Linked DNA regions of Mus musculus: regions 2, 3, 4, 5, 6 and 7 are each linked to region 1. The links are chromatin contacts, called in public promoter capture Hi-C maps. All regions are on one chromosome and are shown on one strand. The core of a region is the stretch at or near the end of the contact, and the rest is flanking DNA. Distances in the headings are between cores, read along the strand shown. Region 1 holds the start of Dcun1d5 (DCN1, defective in cullin neddylation 1, domain containing 5 (S. cerevisiae)). Region 2 holds the start of Cep126 (centrosomal protein 126). Region 3 holds the start of Cfap300 (cilia and flagella associated protein 300). Region 4 overlaps Yap1 (yes-associated protein 1). Region 5 holds the start of Birc3 (baculoviral IAP repeat-containing 3). Region 6 overlaps Tmem123 (transmembrane protein 123). Region 7 holds the start of Tmem123 (transmembrane protein 123).

Evidence for each region. Promoter capture Hi-C pulls out the DNA fragments that hold promoters and counts their contacts.
Region 2: a contact with region 1 is called in a promoter capture Hi-C map of liver, with 3 times the contacts expected there. The contact joins the promoter of Cep126 here to the promoter of Dcun1d5 in region 1. A contact is called at or near these places in 7 of 39 promoter capture datasets (cranial neural crest, embryonic stem cells, erythroid cells and 4 more), 1 of 484 Hi-C or Micro-C datasets (embryonic stem cells), 3 of 115 datasets of contacts at active chromatin or transcription factors (large pre-B cells, stem cell-derived neural progenitor cells and trophoblast stem cells) and 1 of 9 other capture datasets (adipose tissue).
Region 3: a contact with region 1 is called in a promoter capture Hi-C map of pre-B cells. The contact joins the promoter of Cfap300 here to the promoter of Dcun1d5 in region 1. A contact is called at or near these places in 1 of 39 promoter capture datasets (pre-B cells), 1 of 484 Hi-C or Micro-C datasets (regulatory T cells) and 2 of 115 datasets of contacts at active chromatin or transcription factors (astrocytes and large pre-B cells).
Region 4: a contact with region 1 is called in a promoter capture Hi-C map of liver, with 2.3 times the contacts expected there. The contact joins the enhancer-like site here to the promoter of Dcun1d5 in region 1. A contact is called at or near these places in 8 of 39 promoter capture datasets (the 3T3-L1 cell line, 3T3-L1-derived adipocytes, cranial neural crest and 4 more), 2 of 115 datasets of contacts at active chromatin or transcription factors (acute myeloid leukemia and extraembryonic endoderm stem cells) and 1 of 9 other capture datasets (adipose tissue).
Region 5: a promoter capture Hi-C map of pre-B cells shows a contact between it and region 1. The contact joins the promoter of Birc3 here to the promoter of Dcun1d5 in region 1. A contact is called at or near these places in 15 of 39 promoter capture datasets (the 3T3-L1 cell line, 3T3-L1-derived adipocytes, the C10 cell line and 11 more), 8 of 484 Hi-C or Micro-C datasets (B cells, CD4 T cells, CD8 T cells and 5 more), 11 of 115 datasets of contacts at active chromatin or transcription factors (DN3 thymocytes, acute myeloid leukemia, bone marrow-derived macrophages and 7 more) and 3 of 9 other capture datasets (adipose tissue, liver and macrophages).
Region 6: a promoter capture Hi-C map of hematopoietic stem and progenitor cells shows a contact between it and region 1, with 2.7 times the contacts expected there. The contact joins the enhancer-like site here to the promoter of Dcun1d5 in region 1. A contact is called at or near these places in 8 of 39 promoter capture datasets (3T3-L1-derived adipocytes, the C10 cell line, the HPC-7 cell line and 6 more), 4 of 115 datasets of contacts at active chromatin or transcription factors (bone marrow-derived macrophages, double positive thymocytes, large pre-B cells and 1 more) and 3 of 9 other capture datasets (liver, macrophages and pancreatic islet).
Region 7: a contact with region 1 is called in a promoter capture Hi-C map of pre-B cells. The contact joins the promoter of Tmem123 here to the promoter of Dcun1d5 in region 1. A contact is called at or near these places in 8 of 39 promoter capture datasets (the C10 cell line, the HPC-7 cell line, HPC-7-derived erythroid cells and 6 more), 5 of 484 Hi-C or Micro-C datasets (CD4 T cells, embryonic stem cells, erythroblasts and 1 more), 10 of 115 datasets of contacts at active chromatin or transcription factors (bone marrow-derived macrophages, cardiomyocytes, double positive thymocytes and 7 more) and 3 of 9 other capture datasets (adipose tissue, liver and pancreatic islet).

The regions. Positions count from the first base shown.
Region 1 is chr9:7,182,395-7,186,381 of GRCm38.p6, forward strand. It overlaps Dcun1d5 (DCN1, defective in cullin neddylation 1, domain containing 5 (S. cerevisiae)), which reads left to right and starts at 2,111. Exons shown (of 8, transcript NM_029775.3): 1 at 2,111-2,488. The coding sequence starts at 2,403.
Region 2 is chr9:8,132,811-8,136,797 of GRCm38.p6, forward strand. Cep126 (centrosomal protein 126) reads right to left here and starts at 1,636. Exons shown (of 11, transcript NM_001045524.2): 1 at 1,288-1,636. The coding sequence starts at 1,400.
Region 3 is chr9:8,041,013-8,044,999 of GRCm38.p6, forward strand. Cfap300 (cilia and flagella associated protein 300) reads right to left here and starts at 1,863. Exons shown (of 7, transcript NM_199017.3): 1 at 1,658-1,863; 2 at 1,397-1,478. The coding sequence starts at 1,767.
Region 4 is chr9:7,969,954-7,973,940 of GRCm38.p6, forward strand. Yap1 (yes-associated protein 1) reads right to left here. Exons shown (of 9, transcript NM_001171147.1): 3 at 3,843-3,958. Among named protein-coding and RNA genes, the nearest start is that of Yap1, 33 kb to the right of the region's middle. Within about 2 kb of position 2,283, at least 7 of the 459 cell types and tissues checked have an H3K27ac peak or open chromatin away from gene starts, as enhancers often do. A contact at or near this core is called in liver, where this site is marked.
Region 5 is chr9:7,871,429-7,875,415 of GRCm38.p6, forward strand. It overlaps Birc3 (baculoviral IAP repeat-containing 3), which reads right to left and starts at 1,742. Exons shown (of 9, transcript NM_007464.3): 1 at 1,395-1,742.
Region 6 is chr9:7,778,701-7,782,687 of GRCm38.p6, forward strand. The region is part of intron 2 of Tmem123 (transmembrane protein 123); the gene reads left to right. Among named protein-coding and RNA genes, the nearest start is that of Mir5618, 3.7 kb to the right of the region's middle. Within about 2 kb of position 2,236, at least 74 of the 459 cell types and tissues checked have an H3K27ac peak or open chromatin away from gene starts, as enhancers often do. A contact at or near this core is called in the HPC-7 cell line, double positive thymocytes, hematopoietic stem and progenitor cells and 2 more, where this site is marked.
Region 7 is chr9:7,762,311-7,766,297 of GRCm38.p6, forward strand. Tmem123 (transmembrane protein 123) reads left to right here and starts at 1,767. Exons shown (of 5, transcript NM_133739.2): 1 at 1,767-2,002. The coding sequence starts at 1,912.

The sequences.
Region 1 (3,987 bases), core at 861-3,360:
AATATCATATTGCAGCAGTGCTGCTCTCTGCTTGGTTCTATATAATACATTTCTTTACTAGGGACTTCAGGTAGTCTCAGGACTTGAACAGGAATGATATATCAATTCAGGAAAGAACCTTTAACCACTAGCACAGGATTCACTGTTATCATTTCATAGGTATCATTGTGATGATGACACTCAATGTCAGTCTGCCCCACAGAAATCCAGTCACAAGGCCAATACAATGGCTGTGGTCCAGTACACTGCTATAGGATGAGTAGAACAAGGAGCAGGTGTTACCTAGTGTGTATCTCTGTATTGCTCTTCAATATTAGTTCCTGAGTGCTGTCTTGAAATGTCAAAAACAAAGTCCTGATTTGACAACTAATTCTCTGGGTTTATGGTTATGGAAATAACTCATAAAATTTTGACTTACAGTGTTTGAAAAAACAACAGTAACTTTTGGAAAGGAAAACAAATGGATTCAGTACAACAATCACATGGGCAACCCATAAATTCTTTTGTGCCTCCAGTGCTTGCTTATTTTTGACAAGTGTAGAAAAGTCCTATTTTTAAAGCTGTAAGGAAAAATATAAACTATACTGAATATGAATATATATATATATATATATATATATATATATATATACTTAGCACATCTCTGGGACTATTTTTGGCTACATTAATTCAGATATAACTATTTTAAAAGTTCTGTTTTCCATTTCTTCATTCTACAATCCTTAAACCTAAGAAATATGCAAATCATCAAACTGTCAAATGAATAGACCTGTTTCAGCCTTGTGTGCTTAATCTGTTTATGTTGTGCCACTCTACTAACAGACGGCTAAAATGCATTTTTAAGATTTTTCTTCATAAAGTTGATGAGTACCTTAGGATCTAAACCAGAATACCCTTTTGTTTTAATACTACTTCCTTTCCTTTCCTTCTTGTGACTTAGTCAAAGAAAATTAGACCACATAACAAAGAACTCAGCACCCTCATAGCTTCTCATTATTTACTATATAGAAAATCAAGAACTATCACGAGCAGCAGAAAAAATTAAATCACATAACTAGGTGCTTTTCTGTACACAGACATAATGTCCCTTCCCAAGTCTCACAACCTGAGTTCCACCTCAAGAGTGACAAGATTGATGGAGAAAATGAACTTTCAAGTTGTCATCCCAGCACTGGCACACAAGTGCCCCCACAATAAATACATATATAAAACAAACAAACAAAAAAAAAACCCTTCATCTTTCAGTTGTCTACTTCCTGTAGGGAGTTCTGTTTTAGAGCTTACATTTTATAATTTTCATGTAAAAACAATGTTTCGTGCATTGTTTATAATAGAGTCGAATGGGTTATAGGTTTGAACATTATGTTCACTGTTAAAAAAACATTAACTATATGCACCAAACATTGAAGTGTCCTCTCTCAGGAAACTTGTGAATTCCAGGGCATATTATGTATCCAGGACTCATTACAACAACCGGTTTTTTTCTTTCTCCTTGACTAGATTAGGGTCCCACGATGCAGTCACAGAACCACAGGGATAGAATTTAAAGAAACAGTCTTCTGTCACAGTTGGGTTACAAACATGGACTTCATTCACTAAGAATCTTCTATGAGATAATTTTACCTAGCAAACCTTTCTTATAAGCAGTATTTCCATTAGAAGTGACGTGATTACTGTTTCTTGAGAGCAGCCCATTAGAACAGTTCCCCAAATCCTCTGTAATAAGTCAGTCCGTTTCCCAGTCTCTTATCCAAGAGGAGAGTTCCTCAGAAGTAAAACATGGAGGCGTTGCCTCAGCACAGGAGGAAGCCATAAACTGACCCTGAGCATGAGGGAGAAAAGGACAAGGAGCGCGAGAAGTTGATCTCAGGCCCACCAAGAACACCCGAAAAAACTGGAGCGGTTGCACGTCAGGAGTGGGCACACTCACGCATGGCTCCTCACCAGATTACTTCGCTCGCCAGCTGTGGAGCGTTTATGATTTCTAGAAAGGACTTCCCGCTGGAAACCCGCCAGAAAATCTCCGGAGATTCAGGCTCCACCTGCAGAGACAAAAAATCCCAAAGTAGAGAGACCGCTCCAGGCCCTGCGAGCTTCCTTTCTACGTCACTTCCGGTCCAGAGCCATCCGCTTCCGGGTCAGGCTAAGCCGCCTGCTCTTCGCTGCTACTGTAGGTGCCGCGCTGTCGGCGTTCGCTGCTCCTGGAAAAGCCCGAGCCGCGACACCGCCGGCCTTAGCGCTGCGCTGCCCGGAACCGCCCCTAAAGAGGAGACCCGGGGCGGGGTCGCGCCTCGGGCCTCCGCTGCGGTCCCCGGCAGGCGGGAGCCGGCGCTGCGGGGCCTGCGGCGGAGCGCGATACCCCTCCCCGGCCGCCCTGTCTACCTTGCCGGGGAAGGCGGAAGATGCCAGTGAAGAAGAAGAGAAAAGCTCCCGGAGTGGCAGCGGCGGTCGCGGAAGACGCGGGCCTCAAAAAGTGTAAAATCCCCAGGTACTGCCTGTCCCCACCCCGCTGGCTCTCTCCTTCCCCCGGGGCCGGACAGGCCGCTAGCCGGGAGGAGAGGGGCGAGCCCTCTCAGGCGAGGCGGTCGGTGAGGCGCCCAGTCTCCGCTCCGCGCGGGACCGAACCGCGTGTTCGCCTGTACGTGCTCTCTGTCGTACTTGGACAAGCTCTGAGATTCGTCCCACTTTGTTGTCTGCGTGCCCAGAGGGTAGGAAACAGACGACCGTACGTATGCATTCTCCATCAAATTTCCCAACCGAGAAGTGAGCGCGGATCTGCCAAGATTCACGGCGTCCTTGTGTCACACTAAATCGAGCAGAATTGGCTTGGTCCCCACATTGTTAAATGTCAGAGTGTGAAAAAAGGAGCAGAGCTTGAAGAGTTTTGACAGCTGCCTTGGGAATGATGGAAAGAAAGCCTTTGCTATAATTGGTCTCCCGAGTTAGCATTTAAAGTGGCCTAACCTGGACGATCCCAGCAGGAGGCCTTTTAAATCGCTGGAGCCTAGGCTTCTGGACGCACCAATGCCTCCACTTCACCTGTACCAGTTCCGTACACTTAATTGGAAAAGGCCCTTGTGGTTTTTGTTTTCTGGCATTAAGACGCTGGTAGCTCTCAACCTCCTTTTAGGCGTTAGCAAGCTATTGTGCTCCATGTTCTCTTAGGGGAAAAGAAAACAAAGCAGAACTGTAAGTTAGAGCCCTTTACTCGCTTTGTGGCATATACTCAATCATCACAGATTCATTCCTCAGAAAGTCATTGCGATTTAGCTTTGAGAAGTGGGCTTCTTCCCATACACTTTGAGTTGTTTTTGTATTAATGGTCGACACTTAAAGTGACAAATACTACCATTACAACAAGACAGCCTGGAACAACAATATCAACTAATCAGTACCCCCAGAACCTATGTCTCTAACTGCATAGGTAGCAGAAGATGGCGTAGTTGGCCATCACTGGAAAGAGAGGCCCTTTGGTCTAACAAACTTTATATGCCTTAGTACAGGTAAAGCCAGGGCCAAGAAGTGGGAGTGTGTGGGTTGGGGAGCAGGCCTGGGGGGGGGGGGGTATAGGGGACTTTTGGGATAGCATTTGAAATGTAAATGAAGAAAATATCTAATTAAAAAAAAAAGACAGGCTGCACTAGACAAAGGAGATTTCCCTTTAAGGAGAGATGCAGTGAAGAATGGACTGCTTAAACTATGAAGGTGACTTGCTTCATCCTAATCTTTTTTGTAATTGATTGCTTTGTTCTTCTCCCCTTGTTGTGTTTTAGCAAAAGAGTCTAGGTAATATTTTTTGGGTGATGTATAAAATAGAGTTTTCATTATGCCCTTTGGCATACATTTTTCTTAACTGTATTAGCTCTTGGAGAATCATATCTAAGATATTTAAATTAAGTCAGTTAAAACAGCTGGCTGAGCAGTATCATTTGACTTCAGGTGATTCAGCCTAAATTATAACAGGGATTTTAATCCACATCAGTAGCA
Region 2 (3,987 bases), core at 386-2,885, 950 kb after region 1:
ACACAATGTCAAAGGTGAAGAGCTGAATTCATAAGGCAGAGTACTTCAGAGTACACTTTAAGAAGACAGTTTGTGGGGCTGGTGAGATGGCTCAGTGGGTAAGAGCACCCGACTGCTCTTCTGAAGGTCCGGAGTTCAAATCCCAGCAACCACATGGTGGCTCACAACCATCTGTAACAAGATCTGACTCCCTCTTCTGGAGTGTCTGAAGACAGCTACAGTGTACTTACATATAATAAATAAATAAATCTTTAAAAAAAAAAAAAAAAGAAGACAGTTTGTGGAAGCAGCAAGAGGAATGACAAGAAGACAAAAGCTAGCAGCTGCTACTGCCTAGGCTACTGTTCAGAACTCAGAATGACCCAGGGATGGAAGACAAGTTCCTGAGGAGAGAGTATTTGGGCATTAACGGAGCCCTAACGTACCTGCATTCTTAGAGCCCAGAGGAGGGTCAGCCGAAGAGGAGACCCTTGATGAAAACTCATGATTTGCTGTTAAAACTGTTAAGAGCATATCCTAGCAGAAGGTGGGACCTAGGGCTGAGGAAGTGGAGGGAGGCTGGTAGTGGTGGAAGGGACTCCATTTCCTGAGAAAAACATGAGCAAACATCATCACCACCAGCCAGTCTTCTGAGACTATGAAGGGTAAATTCTAATTATCATAATGTTCTCTGGAAGAATAAACCCGCTTTATGTACTTAAAAAACAAAGCGTATTGACATTTCCACAATGTTTATGTTACCAATAGTAACATCAAATTGAAATTCAACGATTTCTCATGGAAAATCAGAAATAATCCAGATTGTCAAGATTCGTGCCCCCTGCTTTTCCTTTCGTCTGTGTGACAACAGAGTGGACAGAGATGGGATACAAAATGATCAGAACGAACTAGGGTTCTCCAGCTCTGGGAAGGGTGTGCGGCTAACAAGTAAAACGGAACAGCCCACGATTTTAGCCTCGGGCAATTTCTCTTTCTAAGGAGCAGGACTAAGACGTCTCTGTAAGTAAAGGGTGTAACGCTGTAATTCAAAAAGGCGAATCTTCGCCCGTCCAATACAGGACCGATGCATTTAAAAATCCACAAAAATCTGACAGCCAAGTCGAAGTGCGGGGGTGGGAAGGAGGGGGAAGAGGTCACAAAGTAGGAGACAAAAGTGTAACTTCAGGTCGGGGTGGGGTGGGGTGGGGTGGGGTGAGAACTGCTAAAGCAAATATCCGCACTGAAAATGACTTGCCAGTTTCCATGCCCTTGCCTGCGTGCTCCAGGGGGAGGGCGTGGAAAGGATACAGGTAAGCGCCGGGTCGCGGCCGACCGCCGCCGTCACGGGCGCCCGGCGCGTCTGGGGGTCCGGCGCCCACGCCTGCGCCTGCGCTCTGGGCTCCGGGCCTGCCCGCCAGCATCCTTCACCTCAGCGCCGTCCGCATGGCCGCTCGGCCTCCCTCGTCCTCTCCTCGGCGCTCCGGGCAGTGCGTCTCCCAGGTCTCGCGTCACGGGCGTCGCAGGCTCGGCTGCGGCAATCCTGGCTTCGCAGCGGCCCCGGCGACAGTGGCGACGGCAGCGGCGAGGGCGGCGACCTCGCAGGGCGACGGCGGAGGTGGCGGCCGCGACCCCGCCGCAGCCATCTTGACAACCAACCGACGCCGCGTCCTTCGCGACGGAAACTAGGCGGAACGCGGGGCGGGGCTGCGAGGGGGAAGCGGCCAATGAGGGGCCGGCTCGCTCAAAGGGGCGGCCGAGGCGAGCTGAGGTAAACTGCGGCGAGCCGAGGTTAAACCAAGTTAAATGGAAGCAAGCTAAGGAAAGCAAGCTAAGTACACTGAAGCACACCGAGGTGAGACAAAGTAAGCCAAGGTAAACTGAGGTAAACAGAAGTTGAAATAAACGGAGGCAAGCGGAATTAAACGGGTATGCTGAGATGAGATGAGGTAAACTGAGGCAAGCTGCGCTTAAACTTAATTAAGCAGAGGGAAGCTGAGGTAAACTGAGGTACACCGCGGTGTGATGAGATAACTTGAGGTGAGCTGAGGTTTAACTGAATTACTCAATCAAGCTTAAGCAAACTGAGATTACACCTAATTAAGCAGAGAGAAATTGACACAAGTGGAGGTACACTGAGGTAAGATGATGCAAGCTGAGGTTAAAGCGAGTTACCATTTACGAAGGTAAAATGAGGTAAGCTGAGTTATACTGACTTAACTAAAGTAAACTGAGGTGAATTGAGGTTAAACTGAGATGAAGTAAACTGAGGCAAGTTAGGGCAAGTTGAGTTGGGCAGATGACTCGCAGTTGTGAGAGAGCATAGCTGAACTGTACTTTAGAGCTTGATTCGGCTCTTCCCTTTTCTGAGTGTTTTCTTGAGAGTATTAACAGATGAAAGACAGTGAATGGAAAATTCCTAGATACGGGCAAATATTACAGACAGCCTGGAAATGATTATTTGGGGCATAATTTGTTAGGTATGGAATCCTGTGGTGAACTTTTAGATGGTGAGACCTTTCCCATTATCACTCTTTTCAAAACTACTTTCCCTTGTAGAGGTGAAAGGAAGAGGAGGAGGAAGAGGAAGAGGAGGGAGAAGAGGAGAAAAAGAAAGATAAAAAAGCTTTGCAAAGTGGAAATTTTCTTTCCTCACTTGCTCTCATCCATTTCTTGATACTTAGGTCATTTTCTCTCTGCTGTCCCACTTCAAAAGATCGTTATGGTCCTTGATTGGCTGCCAGAATCTGCAAATGGACCATCACAGCAAAAATGGCCTGAAAAGAAGTCCAGATTTAGCTTAATAATCTCCTGGGAAGGTATGCCAAAAGAGATCTGTGTATTGAAATGGCTTCTGTATAGAAAATTAAACAGTTTTGAGCCACTAGGTTAATGGCTATATAAATGAAAATCTGGACCAAAACTGGGCCTTTTTGTTGGAGCCCAGTGTAAAATCACAAAATTTGACTGGATGTTAGATTTACATTTTATTTTTGTGTATAAAAATTTCCAAATTGCTAGCAGAATGTACAAACCAAATAAAGATCACTCACCCACCATTCAACTTTGTGAACTTAAAGCAATTCAAATAATAAACTTTCCAATTGAAACTGTTTAAAACTGGCTATTTTAATAATGGAGATATAATAATTCAAGTTGGAATGTGTTCAGGGGACTGAACTTTTTATTGTGCTACAAGTCCAGTTTTGATTTTAAATGTAAAGTGCTTATCTTATTCAATATCATGCCACAAGGACAAAACAAAGCATAATCCTAATGAAGAAAGGAAATTATGCTTGGACAACTAGCTATGTTGGCATCGTTTTGAATGCCCTAGCCATAAGCATTGACCTTGATTCTATTCCCAATGCTATCATTAGAACTCGGTCTCACCAGGAGTAGTTTGAACCTTAGCAAAGTAGGGCACTGCAAAAGGCAAAGAAAACTGAGAAGGTTGTGGTTGTTATGTGCATTTTAGCTTTCCTCAAAGTTTTGCTTAGATTGTATTATTTAGTAAATGGAAAACACAAGCCACATAACTGTATTTTTGCATGATATATTAATTACTATTAAAAGCCATGGTTTCATATCAAGATGGTGTCCTTGTAATCCCAGCACTTGGGAGATAGGGACAGGAGGATCAGTAAAATTCAAGATCATCTTCATCTACATAGTGTATTTGACACTGGTCTAATACCTGGAAACCTGTCTAAAAAAACCCACAAAGAAAAAAAGAAGCATGATTTATTAATCATTTACAAATGCTTGTTCATAGAATTATTTTTCATTTAAGTTTTGCTTTACAAAGCTAACTAAAAATAAAAGAAAAAAATTAACTTAAGGTTACTATCTATTTTTAAGTTACAGGTTTGTTGACTTCTAATTCTTTATCTTCAAAATATTAAGCAGGTTTCTATATCCTATTTAACAGATTTAATCCTAGATTCTAAAAACCATGGAGTTGGGAAGCAATATCTTAAAGATGAAATACTTGGATAATTTATAATTATA
Region 3 (3,987 bases), core at 613-3,112, 860 kb after region 1:
AAAAAGAAAAAGAAAATAATGTAGCATTTCAAAATTTTGATCTTAAAAATCAGTGGAGGGTCAGTACTGGTAGATTATCAAAATCTAACCATGCCTAAGACATGCCATTAGTAATAATATGGCATTAAAACCCTACCACAGGTAACAGGAAATGGACTATGAGACCAATTTGCCCTCTGTTATGGCAAACAGATTAGAAAACGTAGCTCAGAATTCATGTCCTTTCTTCAGCATCAAAGTGTGCTCAGAAAGATGGTCATTGTAGATGTTAATGTTATTCTCTTGTAGGTCAGACCTCTGATTCAGTTTGATAGGTGTCTTTAGAAGAGACAGGGTCATGACAAGGGACTAAGGGAAGCTGGCCAGGCTTCACCTGTCCAGGGTCCATGGAAGTGAACCACTCCTATCCAGAGGCAGGGACAATCGATGGATTGTTTTCCTGCTCTCCTTACTCATGGCAGTGGGTAAGAAGACTAATGTTATTTGCTGGCATTTTGGAGAGGGCCCAAGACATTCTTCCAAGGTCTCTATCTCTGGCTATTGAGGAAGCTATATTCCTAGCACACAGTGGGCCTTTAGAAAGTGACAGAGTGAATAGATTACATGTCAGCTATAAAGTCAATGCTCAGAGGAATGGCAAGGAATGACGGTCACTTCACAAAACTGAACACTTTACCTACTGTTGGGTAGGAGGCAACATTTCAAAATGGGGCTCGGTTTTAAGATGCACATAAAAATCTCACACCTTTGAATGAACTTTGCCTTCTTTAAAGAATTCCCTTCTAGCTAAAGGTTTTTTTCAAACAGGCCATTGCTCAAAACCTTTGGGAGGAAATCCTGTTTGGGTACTACTGTTACAGCTTGATGCCCACTTCTCAGGGTGAATTTGATTTTCAGAAACCAAAAGTATTTGGAGTTAAGACTAATAAAGTCCACGTAGTAGTATTTAAAAACAAGATGTGATTGTTAAAAAAAAAAAAGTCCCATTGAATTTTCAGTCAACATCGGTAACACATGCCTGTATTTCTGAACTGGGATTCGGAAGCAGGATGACTGACTGATACGAGTTGAGGCCATCGTGAATTACACAGTGACACTGTCTAAAATAACTACAGACTTGTAAAGTTATCTAAGGCAGAATTCCGAAGGTAGGTAAAAGACATTGGCAAGGTGGTTATGGTGGCACTTGGGTGGCAGGGGCAAGAGGATCCCAGTGAATGCCAGGCTAGTCTGGTCTACAGAATGAGTCGCTCTGTCAAAAAGCCCCCTAAGAAACAAAACAAAAGAAAACCCAACCTGCACTTTTTATTACTCCCAAAGTCTAAGAACATGTCATGGAGTGTTCCCAAGAACATCCAAAAGAGCGCCCCCCCCTCCCCCTTTCCCCAATACCAACCATGACAAAATCATCCTTTTGGTAGGGCTGGAACGTCTGGTCGAAGCTGAACGCCTGCGCCTGGATTCTGCCCAGCATGGACCTAGCAGAGGGGGAAGAGTCAGCGGGCCCTGGCCGGAGTTGAGGGAGCGCAGAGCCGAGTCCCGGAGCACGGACACGAACACGAACAGGGAGAGAACCCCAGGACACGAGCGCGGTGCCACGGCCCCAGCCCACCGACCTGAGCCCGCCGCATGGCCACTTCCGCCCCTCGGCCCTCACCACTGGCGGAGGCGGCTGGTGATCTCCCGGGCGCTCAGCGACGAGAAGGTTCTATGAGGCAGGAATCTGAAGTAGTAGCCGCCTCCATCCCGTGGCTCCCCAGCCGCCATCCTGCTTATGACCAGGGTAAGAAAGCAGTAGTCGTTTCCATAGTGACACAGCGGTAGGACCTGCCACCACGTTCAGGGGGAGGGGCGCCGCTCAGAGGGCGGGGCCTGGGAGAGAAGTGGGCCCCTTGGCTCAGTACGCATGCGCCATGGCATTTTGGGTCCCTGCCTTTACACTGAGGACTCTTAGCCTGGCTGTTAGGAAATGGAAGGAGGTTGCCAGTCTTTGTGTTGACAGGAACTCTTAGTTCTAGACACTGGCCAGTGACCTAATATCAAAACCTACAGTTTCAAACTGACAATTTCCTTTTGCACTAAGCAAAAGTCTAATTAAGTTGGTTTCGTTTGAAAGACAAAGGGACTGCTTAGGAACATAATCTCGTCTGTGGCTCTTTTCCTTTTGAAGTTTACATCTCAGGCAGGTTCCTGCGAGCACTACACCACAACACGCTGCTAATCAGTGTGGGATGTATGCTTACCTGCTGAAAATCTCATTCAGGAGCCAACTTGTTTTTGTTTAGGAGCTGTTTTAGGATTTAGGTGGACGAATTTTTTTACCTCTACTAACTTCATTTCCTTCTGCTTGAACCTTAAGAACCAAAAGGTCAAATAAAAGGGAGCAGGGACAGGGGGAGAAGGGGGAAGCTTCGGAAGAGGGGGACAGAGGGAGAGAGGCTTGTTATCACTGTTACTTTGTGTGCCACGAATATTATTCCACAGTTTATCCTTTTGGGTTATTACAATTTGAAGCTATTAGGAATGCAGTGGTGAACATTCTTATATAGGTTTTTTTTCCCAGTCCTCCCATTCATAAGTTTATGAATTCTTTGTTTATTTTTTGTGTATATGAGTGTTAACCTGTATGCATGTCTATGTACCACAAGGGAGCCTGGTGCTCTCAGAGGCCAGAGGAGAGCATCAGATCCCTAAGGACAGTTGTGAGCTGTCCTGTGGATACTGAGAACCCCTGTCCACTGCAAGAACAGAGAGAGCTCTTAACCGCTGAGCCATGTCTCTAAGCCTCTCATAAGTGTTTTTGTAAAGGAAACAAAATTTTATTGTAAGATTCTTAGGATTTCTATTGCCTCAATGAAGCACTATAGCCAAAAGGTATGTTGGGTAGGAAAGGGCTTATTTGACTTACATTTTCATATCATTGCTCATTGTCAAAGAAGTCAGGAAAGGAACTCACACAGGGTAGGCTGATGGAATCGATGGCTATGGAAGGGGCTGCTTACTGGCTTACTCATCCTGCTTTCTTATAATGCTCAGGACCATCAGCCCAGATGGCGCCACCCACAGTGGACTGGGTCCTCCCCCATCAATCACTAAATAAGAAACTTCCCTGTTATCAGATCTTATGGTGGCATTTTCTTAACTGAGATTTCCTCATCTCAGATGATTTTAGCTTGTGCTAAGTTGACATAAAACTATCCAGCTCCTTGTCACAACCGACTCCTTGTCACAACCGACTCCTTGTCACAATCGACTCCTTGTCACAACTGACTCCTTGTCACAATCGACTCCTTGTCACAACTGACTCCTTGTCACAACTGACTCCTTGTCACAATCGACTCCTTGTCACAATTGACTCCTTGTCACAATCGACTCCTTGTCACAACTGACTCCTTGTCACAACCGACTCCTTGTCACAACTGACTCCTTGTCACAATCGACTCCTTGTCAGCTTGACATGCAAGCACACTACTATTAAGTCACACCCTTTTCTTTCTCATTCACCCTCAAAAAACATCACATTAAAAACATAAAAAAATTTAAGCCGGGCATGGTGGCACACGCCTTTAATCCCAGCACTTGGGAGGCAGAGGCAGGCGGATTTCTGAGTTCAAGGACAGCCTGGTCTACAAAGTGAGTTCCAGGACAGCCAGGGCTACACAGAGAAACCCTGTCTTGAAAAACAAACAAACAAACAAACAAACAACAAAACCAACCAAATAGATATATAATTTTAAATTCAACAATCCTTACAAATGTAAACACATTAAAATTAATTATCTTTAAAGTAGCCATTGTCTTTTAAAATTCAAAGTCCTTAAAAATTCTAACTCAACTATGGGCTCCTGTAAAATCAAAAATAAATACTTTCTTACTTCAAGAGGGAAGAATCAGGGAACAGTCAGAATGAAATCAAAGCAAAACCATAGTCCAAAGGTGTAAATATCTCAGTATGCAATGTCTGGGATTCACTGCAATCTTCTGGGT
Region 4 (3,987 bases), core at 1,033-3,532, 790 kb after region 1:
CTGTCTGATTAAAGTAGAAAATAAGCTCACTACTTAACTAAAAAGCTTAAGGCCTTGATCACAGAAAGCTTCAAAGAAACAGTTCATCTTTGTCATGGTTGACAGGTGTTTTAAATTACTTTAAATGAAGTAATAACCAGCTACCAGTAATTACAAATAGTTTATAAAATATTAATCTTTTTTATACCTTTTGTTTTTTGAGATAATCTAATTATATCATTACCCCTTTCCCTCCAAATCCCCATATACCCCAATCAGGGTTGCCTTTCAAAGACACATGCCTCTAGATTGAAATTTTAACAGACCATTATGCCCATCATTTTACGTGGGCACAAGGTTAGCTGAGATTAAAGCTTCCTGGGGGTTGCAGCTCAGGGTAAGGGCACGAGCAGGGATTTGTTTTGATCTCCTGGTCCAAGATTGTATAGCTCTTCTAATTTTCATTTCAAAACATTTATTTCACTCTGAAATGTCTACATGGAGAAGGACTAAAATATTCTTTAATTTATGTGAAGTAGCTGGGGATGGTAGCTCACATCTCAGCACCTGAGAGGAAGAAGATGAAGGAGTTCAGAGCCAGCTTTGGCTACTTAGTACAAGGCCAGGTAGGGATACACAAGACATGATCTCAAATGAGAGTATGTATGTATGTGCTGAAGCCCCAGTGTAAGTGGAGGAGGGGAAGACGGGGGCTGGGGGAGTGGACACGGGGACAATGTTCAGTGGAAGAGTCTTTCCCACATCTGGGTGAGGCCAGGAACTCAATTCTCTATTGGGAGAAAACAAAAAACCTCCAGATTTAGTCACACCACACACACCACCAGTGTCATCAGCACTGAATAGACCAAGTAGCATGGTCTCTGGCTAAAATTTGTTTTATTCTGGAGACTTCCACATATAATAGGCTCCCACGATCCCCAAGTTTTAGGTGCATTGATTAAACCATCAATGTATAAAAAAAAATTAAATAAAAAATTAAAACTGTATATTAAAATGTATAGATATTTTGTTACTTCACAGTAATCCAGTATAACCAACTACTTACATGGTTAGAGACCATTTACAGCACACACTAGTTTAAAGCTTGCCATTTAAAACACTCCTGTATTCTATAGGTGACCTGGACAGTTCTGACTTGGTATCCCTGGAGTCTTGAACACAATTGTGTGTGTGTGTGTGTGTGTGTGTGTGTGTGTGTGTGTGTGTAGGGAGCACTAGGTCTCACTGCAGCCATCCCCCTGCCTCTGCTCTTGCAGTGTTGGCTTCCTGGCATGTGTCATTACACAGCTTCCTTCTGAAGTAGTTGGTGATTATATTTTTAAGGCCTTTGTTTCAGCACAGCTGTAGACCTATCTCTTCCTAGCTCACTGTACCGTCTAACCACAAAGTCCTCCTTAAAGGACAGTGTAATTACTAGAAACAAATCTCTATGAGCAAACCATAGTTTCTGGTCTCCAATGTCACCCTGTCCTCTTTTGTCCCCTCTGCCACTTATCACATGGTTTAGAGACTAGGAGTGGGGTCTTAAGAGCTCCTAGCAAGTTCTAAATACAGACTTCTATCACCTGAAAACCAGCTGCTGTTACACCTCTGACTCTCAGTGGGAGGCTGCAGGGGAGAACATAGGGCTCAGCTGGTAAAGCCTCCCAAGCTTGATACTTGAGCTCAACTCTTAGACCTGAGGCAGAAGAGAATCCAACCCCAAACCTTATGCTCTGACACACTGAAGCCTCTCCCCCATACATAATAACAAACAATCAAAATATAATTTTTATTGACGGGCATGGTCACAGACACTTTTAATCCCAGCACTAGGGAGGCAGAGGCAGGTGGAACTTTGTGAGTTTGGATAGTCAGGGCTCCATGGAGAAACTCTTTCAAAAGAATCAAACCAAAAAATGGAAGGGTAAGGATAAACAAATGGATGAACCACTGTGATAAAACAGTGTTCTAAAAGGAGTCAACCAACTTCAGTGAACACAGGCTGCCCTCATCTTCCACAGTAAGGAAGTGTCTGCTACTGACTTTTATTTGAAATCTGGTAGTTAAAGAAAAAAAAAGTTACCAAAGTAAAACTACCAGTGAAAAATACCCACGTCATTTTCACCTTTTAAACTCTAGGATTTAAATCAAATAGATTCTGAGAGTGCCAAAGTCTATGCCAGCTGTGGGACCTTATTCTTCAGCAAGTCACCTTTATAATTAGCATTGCTCAACCCCACATTCTACCCTAACTTTCATTTTCAGCCATCACCTTTTAAAGCTTGTTTTCAACCAAAGCAGGCGTGAGGTTAGGGCAGGAGGAGGTCTCACATCTGCAAACCCTCCAGTCAAGTCTGCTACCAGATTCCTGCCCACTGTTAGAAGCTCCAGTTAGGCAGCTGTGTGTGGCCTTGGACCCATTCAACAAAGAGAAAGGCTCACTGCACCTGATTGGGGGCAAGGAAGAGGCTTTTGCTTACTACCTGTCATTTAAGCCAAAAGCTTTCTTTCTATGGGGCTGGAGAGATGACTCAGGGGTTAAAAGCCCCTACTGCTCTTGCAGAGGAACCAGGATGGGTTCCCAGCACCCATGCGGTGGCTTATAACCATCTCTAACTGCTGTTTCCAGATGTGCCCTCCATGGCCACCTATGTACATGGTATGTCATACATACATACAGGCAAAACCTATACATTTCAACTAAAAACATTATTTAAAAATCAAATAAAAAAATCTCATATACAGAAAAGAAACTTAAACACATAAGGGCTTTAAATGAATCGATAACTTCCTGTAGCATCCATCTCTCCTCTAGTGAGTAGGATTACTGCTCATTATGCAAACAAGGAAAAGCTGTAGTCACATAACTGTGTTTGCTTTTGTTTGGTTGAGACAGCGTGCACTATGGAGCCTTGGCTGTTCTGGAAATCACTCTGTAGACCAGGCTGGCCTCAAACTCACAGAGCTCTGCCTCCTGAGTACCGGGATTAAAGGGTCCCCTCACTGCACCCAGCAGTGAAGACGGTTTAGCAATGCATGCTGCTACATCTAGAAGTAAGAGGGGTAGGTGCTCAGTGGTTTATGGCACACAGTATCCTTATAGGTTCTGTCAAGGTAATACAAACATCTGCTTTAAAAAGAGTTTGAATCTAGCAAGATGGCACACAAACAGGCAGAGGCAGGCAAGTTTGAGGCTAGTTTCTGGCAGATCCCATCTCAAAACCAAACAAATAAAAAGGGAGTTTTGAATACCAAAGCTTGGACTCTAACACCCCTAAGGCAATCGTGCCATACAGCTGTGCTCTTCTCATCCTTAAAGCATTAAAATAAACTACGTGCTTTCTATTCATATTACAAATGCATGAGTCAAGGCCATCATAGATCCTGGACGGAAGACAGCAGCACTCAAACACAAACTCACAGGGTGGTAGAGGCAGGAGGAGCGGGGCTTCTGGGTCAGCCATCACTACATTAGACCATCTCAGGAATGCTTTGGGGAAGGGGGCGTTCAGGGGTAAAGGTGCTTTGCTGCCATGTCTACCGACCTGAGTGTGATCCTTGAGTGTCACGTGATGGTAGGAGAACAGACTCTCTAAAGCTGTTGTCATATGCCATTGTGTAAGTACACACACACACAACAAACAAATATGATGTCAAAAACCAAAAGTAAAAACACCAAACAACTTACAACCACATGACTACAGGAAGCCTGAGCTTTAGAAAACTCCTGTCCAATTATCAGTCTCCTCAATGGATTAAGACTAAATGCATGCTACTTTAACTTCAACTGGCTCTGGGTAGAAAGGAAGACAAGGATACAAACAGCATGCACGTGGCTCTCCCAACAGGGTGGTGCTCACCTGAGGCAGAATTCATCAGCGTCTGGGGCACCGCTGGGCTGGCAGGCGCAGGAACGTTCAGTTGCGAAAGCATGGCCTTCCGGGGGTCCTGCCATGTTGTTGTCTGATCGTTGTGACTGAGACAAAGCAGAGTAAAAGTCAAACC
Region 5 (3,987 bases), core at 492-2,991, 690 kb after region 1:
CCATGTCCAGTAGACCCAGAGACTATTGTGTGCCCCCACCCTCTGGAGCAATTAGCTGTGCCATCTTCCTCCCTCCACCTTGGACCATATCTCCTACAGAATAGGAAATAAGCTTTAACCTCTGTAGTAGCTGCAGCTACAGTGCCTAGCTGCTGTTGTGTGAGACACACAGCCCAGACTGACCTTGGACACCTGATCCTTCAGCCTCCACCTCCCAAGTGCTAAGATTACAGACCTGCACTACTAACCCCAGCAAACACTGGCATGGAAGAATTTCTTAGCACAGCTGGCTGTGCCCAGCATGTTCATGGCACTTTCATTTGTTAATTTCCCCCTATTACTGCTAACTTGACCTCGTGGCAATTTACTCCCATGCTCTGGAGTCTCACATCACAGGATTTCAAGAGAGTCAGTCCCTTTTCCACCAACAGTGTAATGTTGGGCAAGAAAACCACCAAGTGGCCAGACACGCCCCTAATCCCATTACCCTGGAGGCAGAGGTGGGTAGACGTCAGTGTTTCCTTGAGTTCAAAGCCAGCCTGTTTACTTATCCAGTTCCAGCCCAACCAGTGCTCCATAGTGAGACTAAGAAAAGCCACTCGTGCCTCAGTTTCCTAGGTGCGAAAAGGGGATAGTAATGGCACCTGCTTTTTACAACGGATGATCAGAACCTGGCTTGGGGCAGACAGAAACGACTCCAGAGATTTACCGGCTAGATTAAGAGCACTGCTGAGAAATTGAGTACAGTGACTCAGGCCTATAATCCCAGCACTGAAGGGGTTAAGGCAGGAGGATTTTTCCGAAGTTCAAAGCCCCAGTCAGCTATAGTGTGAAATGGTCTCTGACACACCCATCACTCCTTTAATCCAAGCACTTGGAAGGCAGAGGTAGGCAGATTTCTAAGTTCGAGGCCAGCCTGGTCTACAGAATGAGTTCCAGGACAGCCAGAGCTACACAGAGAAACCCTGTCTCGAAACACCCCCCCCCCCCCAAAAAAAAAGAAAGAGCTGTAGTGTTTTCCTGAGCTGGCCACCAAGAAAACAACCATGAGCTTTCCACAAGCTCATCCTTAGACGCCAGAGTTCTCACTGTGTCAAGTCTCCCAGATGCCTCCCGCAGCAGCCTAATTAAAATGCAACTTCTCGGCACCTACGCCTCACTCAGAAAGTCAGAGACCGGAAAAGACTCAGAAAGTCGAGCTCCCGCAAGCGGGGAGGGGGTGGGGGGAGGGGGGGCAGCCAGGGTCAGCGTGGCCAACCTGTAGGTCGCCCTCCCGCAGGACCACCGATGCATAGAAACGGGTTTTGCAGGTTCTCCTTCGGATCTAGTCACCCCGGTGATCCTCGAGCCACTACGGGGACCCTGGCTGGATCCCCACGCGCGCGCGTACTCACCGCAGCCCACTTCCTAGGCTCTGAACGCCAGCAATGACCTCTGATCTCCGGGGGTGGCACCCTCGCCTGGCCTGTGGGGTGTGGCTGGGTGGCGCGATACCTTTAAATCGTCCCCAGCTAGGCCTTAGCCACTGCCCCCACCCTGCCCGGCTCAGGGCTGCTCAGACCTGCGGTGCTTTCCTCCAGGGCTCCGGGGAACTCCAGGGTGAAAACCAGACGCACTTCCTCCTCACCCTTGGTGGCCACCCTGGCTGGGGATTTCCGTGGCTCTTCTGTGCGTGACTTCCTGGACCCAGCTCCTCTTCGTGTCATTTACTGAAAGTTTTTACTTGAAGGCTCTTGGCTCTTACAAAACATTGAAAACAGATGTGCAGCCTGTGAGTTCCGCCTTAAGAGGCCTATCCCCACCCCACCCTCACCGCGCTTCCCTCCTGCAGCCTCCAAGTCCTTCACTGTAAAAAAAGAGCCACAACTGTCCGGAATATAACTGCTAAGTTAAAAAAGTAAGACGTTAGGAGGAAAAAAACCCGAGTAACTCTGTAAAAGTCTCTGGTTTCACTTTTTGTTTTTATCAAGAAAGAGAGCTGAAAGGAACATTTGTTAAAAACAAACAAACAAACAAAACAAAACACGTATGGATCTCAATTTCAGGTTATTTTTATTATTTCAAAGATCAGAACTACAGCTGCGGGTAGCAGCAAATGCCTTTAATCCCAGCACTCAGAAGGCCGAGGCAGGAGGATCTCTGTGAGTTCCAGGCCAGCCTGGGCTACATAGTAAGACTTTGTTTTTTAAAAATGCTAGAACCACACTGATTCTTGTATTTGAAAGGTGTGATTGTGGGCCGGAGACGTGGCTAAGCAATTAAAAGTACTTGCTGCTCTGGTAGAGGACCAAGGTTCTGCTCCCAGCATTCACAAGATGGCTCACAGACATCTGTAACTCCAGTTCCAGGAGATCCATTGCGGCCTTCTGGCCTCTTCAGGCACTGCACCTGTATTCGCACAGGCGTGAGGCAAAACACCTGTACACATATTTAATATATAAATACGTTTTAAAAAATATTTTGAAAGGGTTAGAGAGATGGCTCAGCAGTTAAGAGCACTGACTGCTCTTCCAAAGGCCTGAGTTCAAATCCCAGCAACCACATGGCTTACAACCCTCTGTAATAAAATCTGACTCCCTCTGCTGGTGTGTCTGAAGATAGCTACAGTGCACTTACATATAATAATAAATCTTTAAAAATATGTTTTTTTAAAAGTCTGGGGTTTTTGTTTTGTTTTGTTTTTTTTGTCCTGATCTGTTTTAGTGGTTTTTTTTTTCTTGTATTTTTGTTTAGTTTTTCCTTGTCAAATTTTGTTTTATAAACAGGATGAATAAATCTAGAAAAACAAAATTCCTTCTTTTAGCTTTTTCTCTTTCAAGGGAAGGTGCTTAGCTATATCAATGTTCTTGTAAAAACTTGACTCTTGCCAGGCAGTGGTGATGCATGCCTTTAATCCCAGCACTCAGGAGGCAGAGGTAGATGGATATTTGTGAGTTCTAGGCTAGCCTGATCTACAGAGTGAGTTCCAGGACAGCCAGGCTACACAGAGAAACTTTGTCTGCTTTCCTCCATCTTCAGCCAATTAGCATCAGACTTAAGGAGACATAATCTAGCGGTGAGAAACCTGCCCTGGTCAATCTAGAGATAAAATGCCTTATTGTGGGCTCAGCTGAGAGGGACCACAGTTCCAACAGGAGCTCTAGTAGAAGAACTTCGTTTGTGATCATATAGAGATTTCCACCTACTTTCAAGCCTCTATCTGAGAGCAGAATCACACCTGTGAGAGCAACAGACTCCCTTGCAACATTTGCACAATTTTACTGTGGGCCTTTATTATTAGTAGCATTAGCATTAGCATTAGCATTAGTATTATTAAGCAAGTTGTAGAGCCAAGCCAGTGATGTGGAACTTGAGAAGCTGGAGCAGTGGACAGCCTCCAACTGAGCCTGGAACAGAGTTAGACTATGCCTGAAAATAGATAGTACTTAAGATCCATTACTTTCAGCCAGGCAGTGGTGGTGCACGCCTGTAACCCCAGCACTTGGGAGGCAGAGACAGGTGGATCTCTGAGTTCGAGGCCAGCCTGGTCTACAGAGTGAGTTCCAGGACAGCCAGGACTGCACAGAGAAACCCTGTCTCGAAAAACAAAACAAACAAAAAAACAAAACAAAACAAAAGATCCATTACTTTCTGGATAAACTCTAATGTATATGAGCAGGGACAGTATATCTCTTGTTAGATGCTTTATTCTAGCATCAACAGGGTACCTGTACATAATAGCTGCTGAGCATCTTGATATCTTGATTAATAAATTGAGCTAACCAATCTTCTGGGTTTTCTCCATTCTCGACCTGCATTTAAACCTTCAGTAGTAGCTCACTAAATAGCCATCTAAAAATATTATTAATTTATTTTCAAGTTATGTGTATTGTGTGTTGTGTGTGTGTGTGTGTGTGTGTGTGCAGGAGTGCAATGCTCACAGAGGCCAGAAAGGTCAGCAGATGCCCTAGAACTGCAGTTATGAAGGGGGGTGTGACTGCTGGGAAC
Region 6 (3,987 bases), core at 986-3,485, 600 kb after region 1:
TGGACTTTGACACTTGATGCTGAAGTTGCTCATAGAGGGTTGTATCAGCTCCTTTCAGTCACTGTGATGCAGTGTCTCAGCAACTGCAGCTAAGGGAGAAAGGGTTTATTCTGGCTTGAAGGTTAGGGGGTGCAGAGCTGCAGGAGCATGGAGCTGGCCCAGCAGTCAGGAAACAGGCGGGTCCTATTTCATCTGCACACAGGAAGTACGGGGGACAAGAAATGGGACACAGCCTGTCCTAGTGACTTACTTCTTTCATCGAGGCTCTGTCCTGAAGTGCTACCAGCTGGGGACCAAGTGTTCCAGAACAAAGGCCTGTGGGGGACGTTTCTCATTCAGGTCACTACAAGTGTAGGTGGTGGAAACCTCCTGTGCTTCTGAGCGGTGAGCACCCATATGCATGAGAGGAGGTTCTGACCACAGGGAGGGCCTGAAGTTCACGCAGGCAGAGCGCCTGACTTGACTGTAAGGTGCAGACAGTGTTTGGGATTAATAAATTCCCTTTGGATCCTGTAGCTCTTAGACTTTTACTGTCTGTTCCTGGCTTTGCCCCCTTGCCTCCTACACATGGTGAAGATGGAAGCCAGGCCTCACACTGCTAAGCAAGACCTCCCCCAGGGAGTGGCACTTTACTGTGTACTTAGGAGGAGGGAAGTTACTGTACAGCGTTAGGGTCTGTGCCTCAGTTTCCTTCTAGTACTGCTTCTTGGGGTTACAAGGATCAGAATTAGTACAGGCAAATGCCTGGAGCAGCAGCTGACACGCGCAGGTACTCTGAACCTACTAGCATCCTTGTTAGGATGGAGTCCAGCATGCAGGAGTGGAAAAGTCAAGGTTGGAGTTAGGGCACCATGGCTACTTAAGAGTCTTAAAGCTACAAATCGCCAGCTGCCTTAGTGATGTTTGCTGGCAGTTCTGCTGTTGAACTGGATATTCTTTTGTTGGTGGCAACAGAGGTTCATTTGTATCCCAAATGACATAGGAAATTTTTCAGGTCCATAAAGGCACAGAGACGTAATTGGACATAGATAAAAACTGCTAGGATGCCTCAGGTGAGGTGGAAGGTAGGAAGAAGGAAAACTGTAATAATGGACAAGCATAAATGTGGTAATGCAGATACAGGTTATCCTCAGGTCAGGGAGGAGCAAATACTGGGAGAAGCATCTGGCACTGGGGCCATGTTGAGGGTGAGGTGAAAACCTAGTGCAATGGAATCTACAAGACTCCTAGAAATGGGGACAGGGCCCTCTCCTCAGAGTCCTACCTTGCAGCTGGAGAGATGGCTCCGCAGTTAAGAGTGCTTGTTCTTACCAAGGCCCCAGGTTAGATTTCAGCACCTGCATAGTGGCTCACAACCATTCATCCAACGCCCCCTTCAAACTTCTGTGGGCACCAAGCACGCACATGGTGCAATTACATACGTGCAAAAAAAAAACATATTGATAACACTCTAATCCCAGCACTTGTGGGGGGAGGGGATAGAAGCAGGTGGATCTCTGTGAGTTTGAGGCCAGCCTGGTCTACAGAGCAAGTTCCAGTACAACCAGAGAAACCCAGTCTCAAAAACAAGACAAAACAAAAAATACAAACCATATATTCATATAAAATATGTCTCTTTCAAATTCTTTGAAGAAAATCTTAGAGGAAATAGTCCTTGAACAGGCCTGACAGGAGGTGTGGCAAGGTAGGAGGGAAGTGACACAAGTCTTTTGAAGATTAGAGCTCAGCTGAGGGGAAGCAAGCCTGAGTGCTCCCCAGGGCCAAGCTGATCTTCCCTGTGTGTTCACAGTGTGAGTGGTAGAGCCCGCACTGCATGGTGCTGCCAGGCGTGGCACAAGTGGTCTTGCATCCAATCCAATGCAGTAACCACAGAGGTTACTTTATGGCAGGAAAAGCTACACAGAAAATGTGCCAGGACAGAGCTCAGTCTATTTTTTATTCTATTTTTTATTAGATATTTTCTTCATTTACATTTTAAATGTTTTCCCAAAAGTCCCCTATACCCTCCCCCCGCCCTGCTCCCCTACCCACCCACTCCCACTTCTTGGCCCTGGCGTTCCCCTGAACTGGGGCATATAAAGTTTGCTAGACCTAGAGGCCTCTCTTCCCAATGATGGTCAACTAGGCCATCTTCTGCTACATATGCAGCTAGAGACACGAGCTCCGGGGGTACTGGTTAGTTCATATTGTTGTTGCTCAGTCTATTTCTAATGCGCCTGGCCCTTGGAGGCTTTCATGTGGCTGACTGATAAGGATGTGGTATGCCCTGCTGTTCTTGACCATGAAAACTGATACAACCAGGACTTCATTTCCTCTTGTAGAGTTTTACAAAGATGGATGTTCTGCCTTCTCGGTGTTTCTCAACACTGATGATGAACATGTCCTTTGCCTTAGAATGCTGTGTTTCTAAGCAGGCTTCCTGGTGTTAGGTAGGATGTCCAGGTGAACCTCATCGACTGGTATGAAGTCTGGAAAGCAGTAGTGTTTCCAAAAATGAAATTTGAATTCTCAGGAAAGGAATCCAGAGTCTTCTGTGTCCTGTTCCACATTGATTTCCATTCTCTAGGATGACAGTAACAGCCCTGCCCAGGGTCACAGAAGGTGAGCTCTGCATGCATGTACAGTGCTTCCTAAGACATCCCTCAGTCACAGACATCTGTAGGGGTCTCTGTTCCCATTGTCTAATAGCTTCAAATAGCTTAAGTTAGCTGTCTGTCTGTTAGTCATCTGTCTTTGTACCAGGATTATGCCTCCTCTGATTGCCCACTCCACCCTCAATTTGCCTCTTATAATCAGTACTCAGCCAGGAAACCACATAATAGAGCTTGCTCACAATGTGTCTAAAGTTAAAATATTTTGTACTTTTCTTTTACAAGAGTAGAGATTCAGTTGTTTTAGGAATACATAAGCCAGGAGGAGAGAAAACTGGGGTCAGGTGGTCTGGGCACTCAGTGGAGACACTGCAGCCCTGGAGGCTCTGTGTGTTTATTATATAGAGCTATTGAATAGAGGGATGGGTCGTTGCATATCACTGGACAGTCTCAGTAACTGTAGTCTCTGTAGGGGAACACTCTTCAGGCTGTAAATATGGGGAAGGGGGGGGGGAGCTCTGGTGGACATTTTCTGCACACACTGTCAACACTTGGGTCCAAGAAAGGCTTTGCCATCCCTCTGACTCTGAGGCTATAAGGTCTTAGACTTGGCTGTGCCATTCAGACAGGGCTCCCCTGCTCCTTGCAGAGTGTGTCTTGTTTAAAATCTTTCTAGGCCTTTGGACAATTGTGGACATTAGTAATGTATGCATTTATTCTCTGAAGTGATGCTTTAGCATCTAAAGTAAAAACTCGAAAGGATCTTGGCCTCCTCCCATTCCTTCCAGTAACTCCTAGATACAGCCAGTGTTCACTGGAGTGAATAACAGAGAGACATGCCATGTTATTGGCTTTGTCTCTAATATAACTGCAAGTTCAGAGCTCTGAGCGTGGTTGTTTAAAAATATCCCATTATGTGGCATCCATATATATCAGGAATTAGTAACTCCAGTAGGGCCAGTTCAATGTTGGCAGTGATTATATAGGTGTGACCAAGTAGGAGTCCCCTCTCGGGTGACTGACATGGCCAGCTTATACGGGAAAGGTAAGTAGTAAGTGTCCCCAACAGCCTGCTTCTGGAGGGAGCTGTGGAAGCTAGCCTCAGAGGCATGGCTTGTACCATATTCTCTTTCTTAGAAGATAATCTCGAGACAAGGGATGTTTATAACAAAACAACAACAAAAATCCCTCACCTTTTGGAAGGAAACATAGCAAAGAATTTGAGGGTATAGTGTGGGGATAGGGATATATCACACACTGTGCATGTGTGGAGTTCAGAGGACAACCTGCAGGACCCTGTTCTCGCCTTGTACCATGTGAGTTTCGAAGATTAAACCCAGGTCATCAAACTTGACAGCAAGCACCTATGCCCACTGAGCCATATTGCTAATTTTAA
Region 7 (3,987 bases), core at 517-3,016, 580 kb after region 1:
GTGGCGACAAGGTTTGTACCAGCCAGCTTCAGGCTGGGGGAGGCTACAATTGTACACTGCGAATAGTCATAGAAATTCCAGCAAGGAGAAGTTTCATGCTTTATTTTGTTCATTTTGGACATGTTTGCTTGTTTTATCGACTGGTTGGTTTATTGAGTTAGGGTCTGATATAGTTCAGGCTGTCCTCAAACTTGCTATAAAGCTAAAGATGACCACGAATTCCAATCCTCCTTCAGCCGCCCAAGTGATAGAGTTAAGGGACTGTGCCTCCATTCCTGACCGGTTTGGTTGAGACAGGGTCTTACTATGGATGAGCTCATCTTGGAACTCGCTATATAGCTCAGATTAGCCTTGAATTTTCAGCAATCCTCCTGCCTCTGTCTCCTAAGTACTGGAATTACAGTTTTTCGCTACTACACCAGCTAGGGAACTGTGTAAACATGTAAGGTTAGATTACATCAGTATTCTTGAAACATTTCTTCTTGGGAAGTCAAAGGTAATGCCAGCAACTGACCTGGTGTCTGTTGAAGGCCCCTGGTCTCAGGCCACTTTCATGAGGCACTTATTTCACTGTTGAGATCCCTGTTCTTCTAGCTCAGTCGCTTCTCCAATACCCCGCCTCTTTAAATCACCACACTGAGCACTGGGTTCCAAAAACTGGAGTCAGGGCAAGCATTCATTCTGAATACAGAATGATCCTTCCTAGTCCATGCCTGGAAGCACTTGGCTAGATTCTTCAGAAATAGAACCATCAAATCCTAAACACACAGCTGTTTTTTAAAGCCCGTGGTAGATGCTGGTATTTTCAGGTTGGCTGGTTGCAGTTTCATATGTCTTGTAAATGTAGAGAAAACGGGCCTAATTAATCCATGATCATCACACATCTATAACAAAGAAGCTTTGTGGAAGTCGAAAAGTATTTTTCATAACAAAGTTTTAGGCTTATCTTTGAAATGCCCTGGATCAGGTGTTAGAGAGCTGCAATACCCTGTGGAAGCTGTGTCCATCTTCCACGTTAGTTGAGTGATGTGTACTAGACACATAATTTTAGAATTCTGAGTGGAATCAAAATGCAGCATTGGCCCTAGGGCTTACGAGGGATTTTGCCAAAAAACTAGACTACAACAGGCTGTTTTTGAGTCGGGACAGCGAACTCTAGAAGACAGGGATCTAGGTTATAGGTGCTAAGTTTCCAACTGGTCTGCAAACTGCACCGCCCACTCTACATGTTTTTCCAGTTGTAGAAAAAAGGAGGCACAAGTGGAGTACCAAGATCATGACGGTTACTTTGAAACTTTTTTGAGTCTGACTTTCCTTCACTCCTCTGAGAGGCTGCAATCATCCAGTCTGTGACTCCCTCTCTTACTCCGCGCCGCAACCATGCCAATCCCACCCGAAAACTTCTAAATAAAGCCTGTCTTCAGGAAGTCCTGGTAGACGACTACCCCTTGAAAGTCAGAGATAGAGCCACAGCTGTCGTAGCACTTAGTCCGGACCACGCCACTCCCAAAACCACGACCTCATCCGCCTCCGAGAGCCCCGCCTCTTATCCGCTCCTCAGTACTGTTCAGAGAGCCACGCCCCTCCCGTCTGAGGCCTGTCCCCCTTGCCCCGCCTCTGTAAGCCACGCCCTCTCCCGGCTCTCCTCTTTTCTCAGAGCCACTCCCTCTCTTGGCCCTGCAGCTCTTCCCCGCCCTGCCTCCTGTGGGCCACGCCCCTCCTGACTTTGCCGACCACGCCCTGGCCCCGCCCCAGGCCGCCTGGCCTATCCCTATTTGGTCACTGGGGGGACTGGCGGCGGCGTCTGCAGGGGAGCGGTAAGGGCGGAAGGGGACGCGGAGCGGTCGCGTGCGCGGAGAGCAGCTCTGGGCGCCGGGCGGTTGCTGCGGGCGCTCAGGGGCCCTGGGAACAATGGCGCTGTGCGCGCGGGCCGCGCTGCTGCTGGGCGTGCTGCAGGTGCTGGCGCTGCTAGGGGCGGCGCAGGACCCGACCGACGCTCAGGGTAAGTTGGCAGGCGCAGAGGAAGCGCACTGCGGCGGCCTGCCTCTCCATGTTCGGCGTCCGCGTGGAAAGTTCCACGCGTCCACGGTAGACTCCCACCCCAACCTCATTTCCCTCTTCGCCCGCGGGCCACCTGCGGAGCGAGACTCCGTCTCTCCCCTGCTTGGGGACGGCAAGCCGGCGTGGTGTGCAGAACTTGCTGAGTTTCCCTGGGATGGCCCTTCAGCCGAAGACTCAAGTTGGTCCTCTTCACTGTAGTTCTGTGGCTGGTAGCAAGACCTGTAGATTGAAATTTGTTCGCTAACTGCCGCAAAAACAGGTCTGATTGTCTACCCACACAGCTTCCTGCTGAAGGTACTCCCAGAATTCAAGTTGGATTCCAGGGCCAGTTCGGCTGAGTGGGAACCTTGGGTGTACGCGCCTTGTTCCCCTGCGCAGATGAGGCTTGTGCTCGGACTGTAGTCACTACTGCTGCATACGCAGCAGCCTTGAGGTCCCTGTGGTCCAGAGCCTACGACGTCATCATTAAGGTCATAACAAGATGATGTTGACAGCCTTCTGTGTTGGGGATTTTGTTTCTCTTCGAAACCTTGACGTTTTGAACACTTTGAGAAGAACTCTGAGTTTGTGAAAATTCTATTGTCCCTTGTCATCTACTAGAGTCCAGTCGCTAGGGAAATAGTAAACTAGGATAAGAAACTTTAAATGACCAAAGTCTTTGTGATTTTCAGCTCAGTCATCTGTTGTGTTTTTCAGTCTCATCTATGAAGGGATAACCAGTGAGTTTACTTAAGCAGATGATTTAGGCCCAACACCTGCTTTGGCTGGAATAATCTGGGTGAATTAAACAACCCTATTTCTGTTGTGCTGAATTTCACTGTGTTTTGTAGAGTCAGGATCTCTTGTATCCATGAAGCCCTAACTGGCTTTGAACTCCCTATGTGGCTGAAGATAACCTTGAACTTCTGATATGCCTAACTCTACTTCGGGGATTACAGGGCTTCTTCACTTCGATTGGTTATGTTTTATGTTTGCTCTTTTGACTTGTACCAGTGACAAACTGGAATTGCAGGACTACTTCTGAGATCAGTTAAGGAAAGAATGTTGAGACTCTGTCTTAGAGCAAATATTAGACTGCTTATGGGAGGAGGCCTTTATCCTACCCAGCTGCTTGCCTTGTGTGTACAGATTTTTTTCCTCTCACGAATTACTGATTGAAGTGGAGTGCCCTTTTCTATCTTTTGCCCTCAAAACATTTTTGTTGTTGTTGCTGTTGGACTTTCTCACTATGCTCTGATTGTGAGTGTCTCACTAGAGAGGTTAGTGCTATTTGGAAAACCTGAAATGCTCTGATGCCATGATTTCATGAACTAATAGAACCAATTCAGTTCTATAGAGATACCTTCAAACTGTGCTAAAAGAAGGTGTTGTTAAGGGAGTGTCAGGACCAGGCCTCTGGCTAATCTGAGGCACTTTTTAAGGCCAGCCAGGGCTACTTAAAGGAGACAATATCTAAAGATTTTAACAGCAAGCCAAAAAAACCAAATAACTAATATTTGTAGTCTTTATGTACAGCATGTAATTAGTCCAATTGGCATTACAATACATGGTGATTTTTAACAGTGTTCTGAAACATAGCTAATATTCCAGGTTCATTTTCTGCCATTGTTCCGCACCACCACCACTATGCTAAATTGAGGTTTGTAAATCACCCTTAGAAACCTTACCAGCCATCTCCTTTTCATAGCTGAGAAATCCTAGACTTCATGCAGTAAGCTAACTTATTTAAAGTAAAACAAGTATTACACCTTTGACTTCAGAGCAGAATCCAATCTCAACCATTTCATCATCATGCCACACCTGCTGTCCAGGGTATTGTAGAAAAGAGGAAATAATGCCATTGAACTTTTGGCTTTTTAAAATACTATTCTGCTTGACATGGTGGCATACATTAATCCCAGCATTCCAGAGACAATGCATGTTGAT